2 separate regions of the Oryctolagus cuniculus genome follow, and region 1 is linked to region 2. The links are chromatin contacts, called in public Hi-C maps. All regions are on one chromosome and are shown on one strand. The core of a region is the stretch at or near the end of the contact, and the rest is flanking DNA. Distances in the headings are between cores, read along the strand shown. Region 1 overlaps LOC138844694 (a long non-coding RNA gene). Region 2 has its middle 110 kb from the start of ZNF280D.

The links. Hi-C and Micro-C count contacts between places; a contact is called where the count stands out from the background.
Region 1: a Hi-C map of skin fibroblasts shows a contact between it and region 2, with 2.4 times the contacts expected there. The contact joins two enhancer-like sites. A contact is called at or near these places in 5 of 6 Hi-C or Micro-C datasets (ear pinna, embryonic fibroblasts, psoas muscle and 2 more).

The regions. Positions count from the first base shown.
Region 1 is chr12:80,125,338-80,131,717 of mOryCun1.1, reverse strand. LOC138844694 (a long non-coding RNA gene) reads right to left here. Exons shown (of 2, transcript XR_011380920.1): 2 at 4,089-6,380. It overlaps LOC138844693 (a long non-coding RNA gene), which reads left to right. Exons shown (of 2, transcript XR_011380919.1): 1 at 1-4,181; 2 at 5,338-5,485. Among named protein-coding and RNA genes, the nearest start is that of CGNL1, 48 kb to the left of the region's middle. Within about 2 kb of position 3,462, at least 3 of the 8 cell types and tissues checked have an H3K27ac peak or open chromatin away from gene starts, as enhancers often do. A contact at or near this core is called in ear pinna, where this site is marked.
Region 2 is chr12:79,573,596-79,579,453 of mOryCun1.1, reverse strand. No RefSeq gene overlaps it. Among named protein-coding and RNA genes, the nearest start is that of ZNF280D, 110 kb to the right of the region's middle. Within about 2 kb of position 3,328, at least 2 of the 8 cell types and tissues checked have an H3K27ac peak or open chromatin away from gene starts, as enhancers often do. A contact at or near this core is called in ear pinna, where this site is marked.

The sequences.
Region 1 (6,380 bases), core at 2,213-4,712, 550 kb before region 2:
TAGTGAATTTGACTTCACAGCATTCCTACAAATAATACATTGTTCATGCCAGTTTTTCGCCAAACACCGCTAATACGTGTTCCTTGCAAGTTCACAGGAAAGGGCCCAGGATCAAAAGCTGGGGGGAAATTGTGTCAGCAAAATTAAGCCATTGATTATGAGATTTTTTACAGGGTTCTTCATAAATAATATGATTAAGAATCTCCCCCAAGAGGGAGACAGAGTCTGTGGCGCCCCTTCCATTAACCATGAGACCCACTGTATAAGGCACTTCTCAAATAACCAGTGTTTCACAGAACACACTTTGGAACACGCAGGTGTATGATGGCAAAGGGGTCCCAAGATGGCAGTGACAGCCATTGGGACAGACAAAAGAAAAGAGGAGCAAGATGGACGGAGAAGTCCTAGACGGGCAGGAGAGGAGGCGGGCCCCACGGAGGACGGGGTTGTGCTCCAAATGTCAATGCTGCCTGCCCTTCCAGAAAGCCACACTTTGTTGTCTACCTGCCCCCCTACAGAACGGAGAGGAGCACAGGTGTGGAACACGTGTGGCTGGCTCCCAGGCCCTGTCATCCCAGGGACCTGGATTCCAAAGAAACAGCTCAAATGAAATGCAGGAAACCTGCACTGCACTTGATTTCCATCCCCACCATGTATGTCACCTCCTGTGTGTGTCACCTCCTTCACGACAGGGGTGTCAACAGCCTCCAGGCGTAAGGCACTCAATCAGCTCCACCAAGCATCCTACCCAACACCTCTTCAGACTCTCCCTTCTTTCCTTTGGGGTCACCCCAGCACCCACACAGTACTTGGTGGACAGCACACCACACACAGCTACCCCACAGTTTGCCAGTAGACAGATGGCGTGATTCTTCATGCACAGCTATGGGTGTGGCCACATGACACATCCACACTTACTCCACACAGTTCCAAAGGTGCAGGAACCTGGGGCAACACAGGGAAAGCCAATGGGAGGGGGGATGTAGGCGTGCTTCCTTTGAGGTCTTCTCCCGGTGGATGCCCAGACATGGTCCACTCCGCTTTCTGGAATCTTCGCAAAGAGAAATTGGAAGGGCTGGCAATGTGGCACAGCAGGTGAGGCCACTGCTTGTGACACCAGCATCCCATATTGGTGCCAGTTCATGTCCTGGCTGCTCAACTGCCAATGCAGCTCCCTGCTAATGGCCTGGGAAAAGCTATAGAAGACGGCCCAAGTATTCAGGCCCCTGCCACCCACGACGGAGACCTGATGGAGCTCCTGGCTTCCATCTGGCTCAGCCCTGGCCATTGCGGCCATCTGGGGAGTGAACCAGCAATTGGAAGGTCTCTCTTTTTCTCATCTCTCCTTCTCTCAGTAGCTGATCCAAATGAATAAATCTTTTAAAAAAGAGAGAACTTGGAGCATCTAATGAAGAGAGAGGAGATAGTGCCTTGCAGGCAAACTGAGTAGGGGGATGGAATGAGGAAAGAAGCAAGGAGGAAAAGGACATTAGTGCCTACTGTGTGCCAGCCCTGTCACCCATTGACTCCATCCTCGTGAATACTCAGCAAGGTAGGTGTATTATCTGCACTTCATGGATGAGAAAACCCAGGCTCAGCAGGGTTGGGGGTAACTGATTAGTGGTGGCCCTGGCTCCCTGTCCCACAGGCTGCCCCTGTGCCATACTGACTCTGCAAATTCAGGAGCCCTCATTTGGTCTAAGGAAAGTGGCTGTCTGCCCAAGAATTCTCTGAGACGATTCCAGAAGACACAGCTGAGCAACTCTCAGGAACAAGCCTCCTGGCCCCAGCGTCTGAGACACAGAATGAGGCAGCAGCAGAACCAGCAAGAAAGTGCAGGCTCACTCCCAAGGGTCTGGCCAGAGAACAGCTGGGTGGTGACGTGTGAACCAGCACAGGCTCAGCAAGGATGTGTGGAGCGAATTCCTAAATCTAAGATGGGAAATGACCGAGAAGCTTCCTCCGAGAGGATATGGGCTAGGGGAGGGGAGCAGAGTCCCAGCGCAGCAGTTAGGACACCATGGGGACACCCAGAGCCCGAATCAGAGTCTGGGTTTGAACCCCAGCTGCACTTCTCGTTTCGGCGTCCTGCTAACGTGCACCCTGGGAGACAGAAGACAATTCAAGACTCGGATCCTGCCACCCTCCTGGGAGACCCGGACTGTGGCCAGCTCCTGGTTTCTACCTGGCCTAGCTTCAGCTGTTGTATGTATTTGGGGAGTGAACCAGCCGATGGACCTCTATGTGTCTCTCTGCTTCTGTCTCTTTGCCTTTCAAATAAAAATGAATTTTAAAAAGAGCAAAAAGAATCTAAGAATGATTTCCACTAGTGCTTCCTATTTGTGTAGAACTTTTGTTATTTTTTTAAGATATATTTTATTTACTCGAGAAGCAGAATTACAGAGAGGGAGAGACAGAGAGGTCTTCCATCTGCTGGTTCACTCCCCAACCGACCGCAGAGGCTGGAGCGGCGCCCATGTGAGATGCCGGCACCGCAGGTGGAGACAACCTATCACGCCACAGCGCGGGCCCCTTGTGTAAGCTTTTAAGTTTGTGTGGCACTGTTATGCCTGCACTCTCATCTTACTCACATTCACAGTCCTGCGAGGTGAGGGGTAGGTAAGGGGTTCATGCTTCCACCTGACAGACAAGAAAGCTGAGGCTCAGGAGAGCAGGCAGAGGGCAGCACTGGGCCTGACACTGGCTGATGGACAGAGTTCCTTACTTCTTCATACTCGGCAAGCGGCGCGATCTGTGCTCTGGAGACACCTCTAGGACCAGCTGTTCACCCCAGTAATGCCTGGCAGAATAGAACTCCGTCTCCCGCACCAGTCACAGTGTCTCCTCCAACTGCCATCTAGTTTCCGGACTGATCGTAAGTCACCATCCACAGATTTCAAAGGCTTTACACACCAGACAGGCACCGTGTCAGGGGAAAACTTTCCAGTACGCCAAGAGACACCAAAGTCACACTGACCAGATTTCGGTGACTTCATATGAGAGCTATCTTCTGCCCAGGCAGTTTCCAGAATTTACCCAGAGGTCATTTGGAACCACAAGCAAATGACTATTTAGTAAATTGACCCTGGCATTGACAGTAAATTTAACACCAGCACATCTTCCCAGTGACCTCATTTGTTGAGTCAAACTTAATTCTATCACATTCCCTCGGAGCGCAAAGCTCCAAGGCCCTGGGTGGCGAGGCTCCCAGGCACTCCCAGCCCGGGTGCTGCCCTCAGCGGCCTCGGGTGATGGGAAAATCTCTTGTCAGTCCGCACAGGCACCTTCACCGCAGTCAGCGATCCATGGTTAACTTGGGGGGTATGCTGTCGTCAAATGCTGGTAGGGCTGAGTAAAGCAGAAATTAATCTGAGGGGGAAAAATTCAGAAATCTCCGGCAGAGACAGGGAGCCCACTCAGGGCCGCTGAGATGGAGGGCTCCGTGACTTCTGTTACTGACCGCACCAGGACTGGCAATGGGCTGGTCACAAAGCTCGTTACTGCCTTACTTCGGCGACAGGGCCAACAGGCACTTCTAAGACAGAAGACAGAGAGTGCGGGAGTCACTGGTAAAGATAAGGAGGAAAGAACCAAGGAGATAAGTTAAAATAAATAAGCACTTTGGGGCTCACTTCAGCTAAACAACTCTTTTTAATTAAGAAAGAAATTTAAAGCATGAGAGGAGAAAAGGGGCTTAAAGACAATTTCTGGCACTGTGAGGTATTTCAGGAAAGAATTAGGGCAACCAAGGATTATTATTTTCTTAAGCTTTTGATTGAAATCTCAGACTTTCATTCCTGCTGCAGTTAGAAAACCAAGAGGCCAGGGCTCAATGGGAAGGAAAGGCCAAAACAACCCCGGGGCTACTGCAACTGCCGGGGGAGCACTGGAGGAAGCTCCCACCCGGTCCCTTGACGAACCCCAGTTTCCCTGAGGGAGTCCACAGCTCGGCCCCAGGGCACAGCACCCAGTCCTTCTCGTGTGTTCTCTGCGGCTGCTCTCATTCCAGCCTTCACGATGGCAGCGCTCCATCGCACACCGGCCAGGGATGGCTGGCTGGTAGCCACGCGTGACTCACCTCTCCAGCAGGAGCACAGCCTGCCCAGGGCAGAGCCCACCGCTTCTCCTCTACAAACATGCACACACACAAGGCTGCTGCTTTCGGCTTGTGTACCATACAGGTAATGTAACTCCCTGACAGGTAAGAAAGAGTGCATTAACGTCTCAAACCTTTTTTTTTTTTTTTTTTTTGACATTCCGGTTTTATTTTATCATTGGAAAAAAATCTCTGGGCTGTGTAGCAGGGCTCGTTGGAGTCCCCACGATGGAGTGTTATAGACACATTACAAAAAATAAGGAAGTCCAGTGGCGTTGTGGTACAATGGATTACTCTGCCTCTTGGGACACCCACACCCCACATCAGAGTGCTACTCTGAGTGCTGGCTACTCTGCTGCTGACCCAGCTTCCTGCTAATGCACCAGTGAACTCGGACTATGGGTGCCGTATGATATCACTGTGTGCTTATTAATAAATTCCCAATATTAATAAGCCCGTGTGGGTTCCTACTATTTAGAGAAGAATTCTGAATACCGGCATAAATGAACAAGGCAGCTTGATATGTTTGAAGCTTTTATTCAGTGAGAAAGATGCACAGGAGAGTGAGGGCCCTTATCTAAAAGGAGAGGGAAATCTGGATTCATACCAAGCACCAGGAGCCAGCCACGTGGAGGAGCACCCAAGCCAGGAAGCATGGGGCAGGTGGCCCAAAGGCCATGTGCCCTGGAGGTGCAGGGCCACGGCCCACAATGGCAAGAAGCCAAAGAGGAAAAAAAGGGCTGGGCACATCATGTCACTGGCTTTTAATCCACCCTCAGGAGAGTGGTTAATTAACCTGATTGGCCGGGGGCACACAGGTGTGGTCAGGTAGGGGCATGAGGTCACACAGGGGCGTGGTGAAGGCGTGGTCTTCAGCTCACAAACCTAATCAATTTTATTCTATTTGCCTGCTTCCAACACCAGGGAGTCAGCAATGATGGTTCAAGCACCTGAGTCTCTGCTACCCATGTAGGAGACTTGTACTGAGTGCCCCATTCCGGCTTCAGCCTGGCCCAGCCTGAGCTGTTGCGGGCATTTGGGTACTGAACCAGTGAATGGGACATTTCTGTCTCTCTTTCTCCCTCTCCCTGCCCCTACCACTCTGCCTTTCAAATATATAAATAAAAATATTTTTAAAAAAATAAAATGATGAGGGGCTGGTGCTGTGATGTGGTGGGTTAAGCCTCCGCCTGTGGCACTGGCACCAGGTTCGTGTCCTGGTTGCTCCTTTTCCATTCCAGCTCTCTGCTATGGCCTGGGAAAGCAGTGGAAGATGGCCGTTGCTGCCATTTGGGGAGTGGACCAGCAGATGGAAGATCTCGCCTGCTTTCTCTGTATCCCTGCCTTTCAAATAAATAAATGAATCTTTAAAATAAAAAATCTAAATCTATGCACCCAGAAGTAGTTCCACAATGTATTGTTCAGTGAGCAAAACAAGTGGCAGAGAACTATATAGAGTATGACTCAATTTCTGCAAACAGCAACAAAAAGGAATGATACCTTTATGTGTAATATGCTTATTTATTTAAGTGGTTATTTATTTTCATCTACTTCAAAGGTGGGGGTGGGAGAGAGACAGACAGAGATAAGATCTTCCTTCCATAGGTTCACTCCCCAAATAAAGCAATAGGACAAAGCTGAAGCCAGGAGCCAGGAACTCCACCATCTGGGTCTCCCACATGGGTAACAGGGACCAAATTACTTGAGTCATCACCTGCCTCCTGGATGCACTAGCAGGAAGCTGGGTTAGAAGAGGAGTAGCCAGGGGCCAGCGTTGTGGTGTAGCAGGTCAAACCTCCGCCTGCGACACTGGCACCCATATGGGTACTGCTTTGAGTCCCAGCTGCTCCACTTCCGATCCAGCTCTCTGCTTATGTCCTGGGAAAGCAGTGGAAGATGGCCCAAGTGCTTGAGTCCCTACACCCACGTGGGAGACCTGGAAGAAGCTCCTGGCTTCAGCCCAGCTGTTGTGGCCATTTGAGAAGTAAGCCAACAGATGGAAGATCTCTCTGTCTCTCCTCCTCTCTAACTCTGCCTTTTAAATAAATTTTAAAAATATCTTTCAAAATAAAAAAAGAATACTAGCTGGGACTCAAACAGGTAATGAATACAGGATGCAGGTGTCCCAAGTGGCAGCTTAAACCGCTATGCCACAACACCTACCCCTTAGTAAGTTTAAATGAACACAGAGGAAAAACACAGTGGTCTCCACTAGCTGTCAGGGAAAGGGACTGAAGGAGTTTAAGAAACAATGTTTTGAAGCCAGTGTTTCTAAACAAGCTCA
Region 2 (5,858 bases), core at 2,079-4,578:
TAACGCTTTAAAAATTGATGGTAATATTCTTGTATTTTAATGTTAAAAAGATTTTTCTAGTACATTTTATCCTTGTGTTTCCATAATAACCTCTCTCTGTCATCATGCTTTAGGTGTCCCTCTCATAAGTGGTACCTGACTGAATCTTTTTAGCATCATGGGAGCTGTCTTTTAATAGCAAGTTTTGGGGCTGGCGCTGTGGCATAGTGTGTTAAAGCCCCTACAAGCAGTGACAGCATCCCATATGGGCACTGGTTCGAGTCCTGGCTGCTCTGGGAGAGCAGTACAAGATGGCCCAAGGGCTCGGGTTCCTGTACTTGCATGGGAGACCCAGAAGAAGCTCCTGGTTCCTGGCTTCGGGTCAGCTTAGGTCTGGCTGTTGCAGCCATCGGGGAGTGAACAAGCAGATGGAAACTCTCTCTCTCTCTCTGGCTCCATCTCTTTCCCTGTAACTTCATCTTTCCAATAAATAAAAAAATAAATATTTTTAAAAATATCAAATTTAGTATATTAGTATTTACATATACTTTGATTATTGATAAATGATTTCTATTGTGTTTTCTATTCAACATTCTTAAACTTTCTTTTTTCTTTTTCTCTAATTTTTCTGTTAGGTTGATCTCCCCCCGCTCTGGCCCCCATTCTCCATTTTTCTTTTTACTAAAGGTTACAAGAATCAAGAAGGTATGATTAAAGGGCCGGCGTTGTCGTGTAGCAGGTAAGGCTGCTGCCTACAGTGCCAGCATCCCATAAGGGCACCGGTTCATGTCCCAGCTGCTCCACTTCCGATCCAGCTCTCTGCTGTGGCCTGGGAAAGCAATGAGGATGGTCCAAGTCCTTGGGCCCCTGCAACTGCATGGGAGACCTGGAAGAAGCTCCTGGCTCTTGGCTTCAGATCAGCACAGTTCCTCCGGCCGTTGCGGCCAATTAGAGAGTGGACCAGCAGATGGACGACCTCTCTCTCTCTCTCTCTCATTGTCTCTGTGTAACTCTGCCTTTCAAATAAATAAATAAATCATTTTTTAAAATGAAATTATGATTAAAATGAAAAATACTCCAGTGAGAAATTAAAATCCTTGGCTTCTTAGGGTAGGTGTGTGGTACCTTGGGTGAAGCTGCCACTTAGGAAGACACCTGCGTAGCTTATCAAAGTGCCAGGCATCCGGGGCTGGCCTATGGCAGAGCAGATTAAGCCTCTACCTGTGGTGCCAGCCTTCCATATGGGTGCTGATTTGTGTCCTGGTTGTTTCTCTTTTGATTCAGAAAGCAGTAGAATATGGCCCAAGTGTTTGGGCCCCTGCACCCACGTGGGAGACCTGGAAGAATCTCCCAGTTCCTGGCTTCAGATGGGCCCTGCTCTGGCCATTGCGGCCATTTGGGGAGTTAACTAGAGGATGTAAGACCTTTTTCTCTGTCTTTCCCTCTCTCTGTCTATAATTCTACCTCTCAAATAAATAAATAAAATCTTAAAAAAAAAATGCCAGAGATCAAGTCCTGCCTCTGCTTCTGATCCAGCTCCCTACTATTGTACACCCTGGAAGGCAGCAGATGAAAATTCAAGTTCTTGGGTCTTTGTCACTCATGTGGGTGACCTGGATGGAGTTTCTGGCTCCTGGCTTCCACCTGGCCCACCTCCAGCTTTTGTGAGTATTAGGAGAGTGAACCTGTGGGTGAAAGACCTTTCTGTCTGTCTCCATCTCTGTCTCTTCCTTTCAAATAAATAAATAAATAAACTTAAAAAAACTCTCACATTGGGGGATTGAATTTGTCTACTTTTATTTTTATACAGAGGTACCTCTTCAAATGTTCTCCTCCCAAGACATCCCTTAGATCCCAAAATCTGTAACTCAGGAAGCTCAGGGAGTTTCCTTATGCAATGTCTGAATGTGAACAACCGAAGGTGGCCGGGGCCTGGGCTGGGTTCAGGGCCAGACTGTATTTGCCCAAAGTCAGGGATCATTGCCATAGACAAGGACTCCTGAAGAAAACCTTGAACAAAAACCACTTTGATCATTAGATGAATCAGGGGGTCAACTCAGACTAAATCCACTGTGGCTTTATTTTCTCTCTTTATTCTAAAACCCTTTAAAAATCATTTATTTATTTGACACACACACACAGAGAAAGATACACAAAGAAAGAGCACTGGTTTACTCCCCCAAGTACCTGCAATAGCCAGTGCTGGGCCAAGCTGAAGCTGGGAGCCAAGAATTTAATCCAGGTCTCGGATATGGGTGTCAGGGTCCCGAGTACTTGAACTATCATCTGCTAACTCCCAGGGTGTGCATTAGCAGGAAGCTGGATTCAAGAATGTAGCCAGGGCTCAAACCCAGGTACTTCGATATGAGATGTGGGCAACAATTGCCCCGGACTATCTTTCTTTTGTTTTGTTTTTAAAAATTTATTTATTAGAAAGTCCAAGTTACACACAGAGAGAAGGAGAGGGAGAGAGAAGGAGAGGCAGAGAGAGGGAGAGGGAGAGGGAGAGGGAGAGGGAGAGGGAGAGGGAGAGGGAGAGGGAGAGGGAGACTTCCATTTGCTGGTTAACTGCCCAATTGACCAAAATGCCTGGAGCTGCGCCTATCCGAAGTCAGGAGCTTCTTCCAGGTCTCACACATGGGTGCAGGTGCCCAAGCACTTGGGCCATCTTCCACTGCTTTCCCAGGCCATAGCAGAGAGCTGGATCAGAAGAGCAACAGCCGAGACTTGAACTGGGGCCCATACAGGATGCCGGCACTGCTGGCAGGGGCTTTAACCTGATGCAATATAGCGCCGGCCCCTATCTTTCTTTCTTTTGTACTCAGTTATTCATTTAAAAATAATTTTATTGTATTTTACCAGCATTTCTGTGTGTAAGTACCAATCTGCTACATTCTAAAAAGCGGTGGGCGTTAATTTACTTATCTTACAGAATGTTTACAAGTTCCAAGTCTCACCTTCCACCTCAGATCTTTCTGTTTTTGTCTGGTCTCCTAAGTTTTTGTTTAGTTGCCTTACAAACAGGTTCTTTTTCTCCGCGTTGCTCCTCTGAATTGATGATTCATTCTGAAGTGCTGAGTGCCTGTTGTTCTAGCCTTTCCTCAAACTCCCTTGTCTCCCTGATGGAGGCAGTTAAGCCCTCCCCTGTGTGCAGGCTCCTGGACAACCTGCTTCACTCGTGTCCGGAGTCCAGGTAAGAAGCTGGACGAGATTCCCCTGGCTGAAACTCCTGGATGTGTTGCCTTTCCCTGTCCCCCAACAGTTTCTAAAATGAAAGCCATGACAGGTCTCAGCCTTTCTGGCAGGACATCCCTCTGGCTCTGATGGAGACATACGCAACTGGAAGCGGCGGACATGCCCAGACCTTCCAGCTGTAGGCTTTCCAATACATCATGTTGGGGCCCTTATTCCCTGTTGCTGCTTTTTGGCGAGGCAGCTCCCTCTAGCCACAGGCATTCCTTGGGCAGCTGTCTGAGTTAACATCTGAGCTTGGCCAGCACTAGTGCAGCTGTGGGCTCTGGCATTGCTGCTCCTGAGTAAATTCCCCACTAAGCCCGCAGAGCTGACTTGATTTCTCTTTTGGGTGTGATTATCTTACAACAAGGCCAGTTATATAGGTGTGAGATGTATGCAGTCACATTGGGACCTGCACTCAGAAGATCCTGTACTTGATTCATGCTATGCTATTGCTGTCTTGAAATTTTAAATACTTTTTGAATAAAATTTTGCACTGTTCTCCATAAATTCTGTAGCTTCTCCTTAGGAGAAATAGAGAACATCACTGGCATTTGGGGAAGTGGGTGAGGCTTATTGACTAATCTGGCTTCTTGGGAGTCCAGAACAACCACAACATCGAGTAATTGTTTAAAAATATATTTTCAGATGCAGTACCACATCCTGAAGAACGTATTCTTATGGAAAGCTTCCCAACCCTCTAAATAAACTTTTTTGGTGCTTCAAGAAAAAGAGAGAAGGGTAGACATCCTCTAGAATAGTTGCTCAATGTAAATTTTTGTGATGACATTAATGTTCTACACCTTTGTTGTGCAACATGGCAGCCACTACTGACAGCTACTGAAAACTTGTTTTGTGGCTAATATTAATTTTTAATTTATTTTAATTATTTTAAGGTTATGGTTAAATAACTACATGGGGCTAGTAGCTACCATGTCTGACAGCATAGCTCTAGAACAACAAAGTAATTTCTGATCTTTGTGCTTTGATTACATTTTTTCACTTGTTCCACAGCAAAGCAGCTATGTTTTATAGAGAAAGGATTTTCTAAATTCAGATTTAAGGCACATCAACCTAATAGGGGTAGAGGGAGGACTCGAATCATAGTATTTTTTCTTAAGTGTAGAGAAAATATCCTTTCCATTCATGAAAGCTAGGTCATGAGGCTTGTGGTGCTAGCCTACAAGGGAGAGATTACATGGATGAATGACTCGTCTAAAGACTGCTCTTTCCAGTTCCAGGGATTACCAAAGAAATAAGGAAGGTAAACAGGAGGCATGAAGGTCAGAGGCCAGAGTCCTGGCAAGGAGTGGTGGTGAGGAGGTGGAGGTGGGAGGAAGGTTGATGGATGAACTTGAGCCATCACTCCTGGGTCCTGTGACCTTGGTGTTGTATAGGAGTTCTAGCAAGTCTCACATGTTCTGATGAGACACAGAGATTTTGAGAGCACAGGGTATATCAGAGGGTTCTGGTCAAAACAAAGATGTAGCTGAGTAAGAAATTTTCAGATGACCAGAACAACAAATTCCAGAGATAATGACTTTGTGTCAAAAGGCCAGACCAGAAAAAAACCATACTTCATAGGTCACCAGCCCAGGGACCAGAAAATCAAACCTCCGCCATTGACCCATAGGATCCAGATAGTACAATCTCTGCTGGCTCGAGTCATTTAAACTTTTACAGATCCCATACACTTGAAGGAGATAGAGAAATGGAAAGACTTAATCTTTTATTTAAAGAAACTAAAGAGAATTCACATAAAGGGGTCATCTGAATTACGGAACTGAACTTAATTTGACAGCATACGATAAAATGTAGGGTTCTTTCCCTCAATTCCCCATGGATGGATGAGTGAACACGTTATGGAGAAATAAGTTGCAATGTTTTTGTATATCAGAGTACCGAGTGACTGATTTGTGACCCCACTGTAAATATGTTTGGCTTCCTGCCAAACCATATATGGACAGCAATTTTATTCATAAGCTTTGGCAGAGGGGGACTACACAGAGGGCAAAGAAAGACACTAAACTACTCTATTATTGAATCTGGGAGCCACCACACCAGCATCATGACCGAATTTAACCCATAGATGCCCTTTCTTTAAAGATACCAGCAGCTATGCTTGGCCAAGGACATTTTGAGTTTATGTGGAAGAGAGTTTTTCTTATTATCACATACCCAGGCATGGAGGAGGTTGTACATACCCCAGCCTACCGGTCCAAGAGCTTTGAGCTCAATAGGAGAGGGATATTCTCACAGTATAGTGTCATTTTGCCGGACCAATGCCCTAGTCATCTTTTGTGTTTAATGAATCACATCTGGGATCAAGGAGGCAAGGTCTACTTGGACAAAATCCTAGCATATTTATCTGGATCTCACACACAACTGGTCCCTTGTCCATACAGTCCTCTATGAACTATACCACCACCTGCAGGCCAATCCTGAAAAGTACATGTATCAGAAAATGGAGGAATTTCTAGACCGCATTCTGTCCAGCAAAGATATCTGCATTAGGCTTCTAGTATTCATAGACCTAGAGTAAGAATATACACAACTCATCAAATATAGATTATTTATCAATTCCTAAATTCACTGGAAACTTAACATTTCTTCTTCTTGGCTGTTAAAATAATTAACAGACTTTC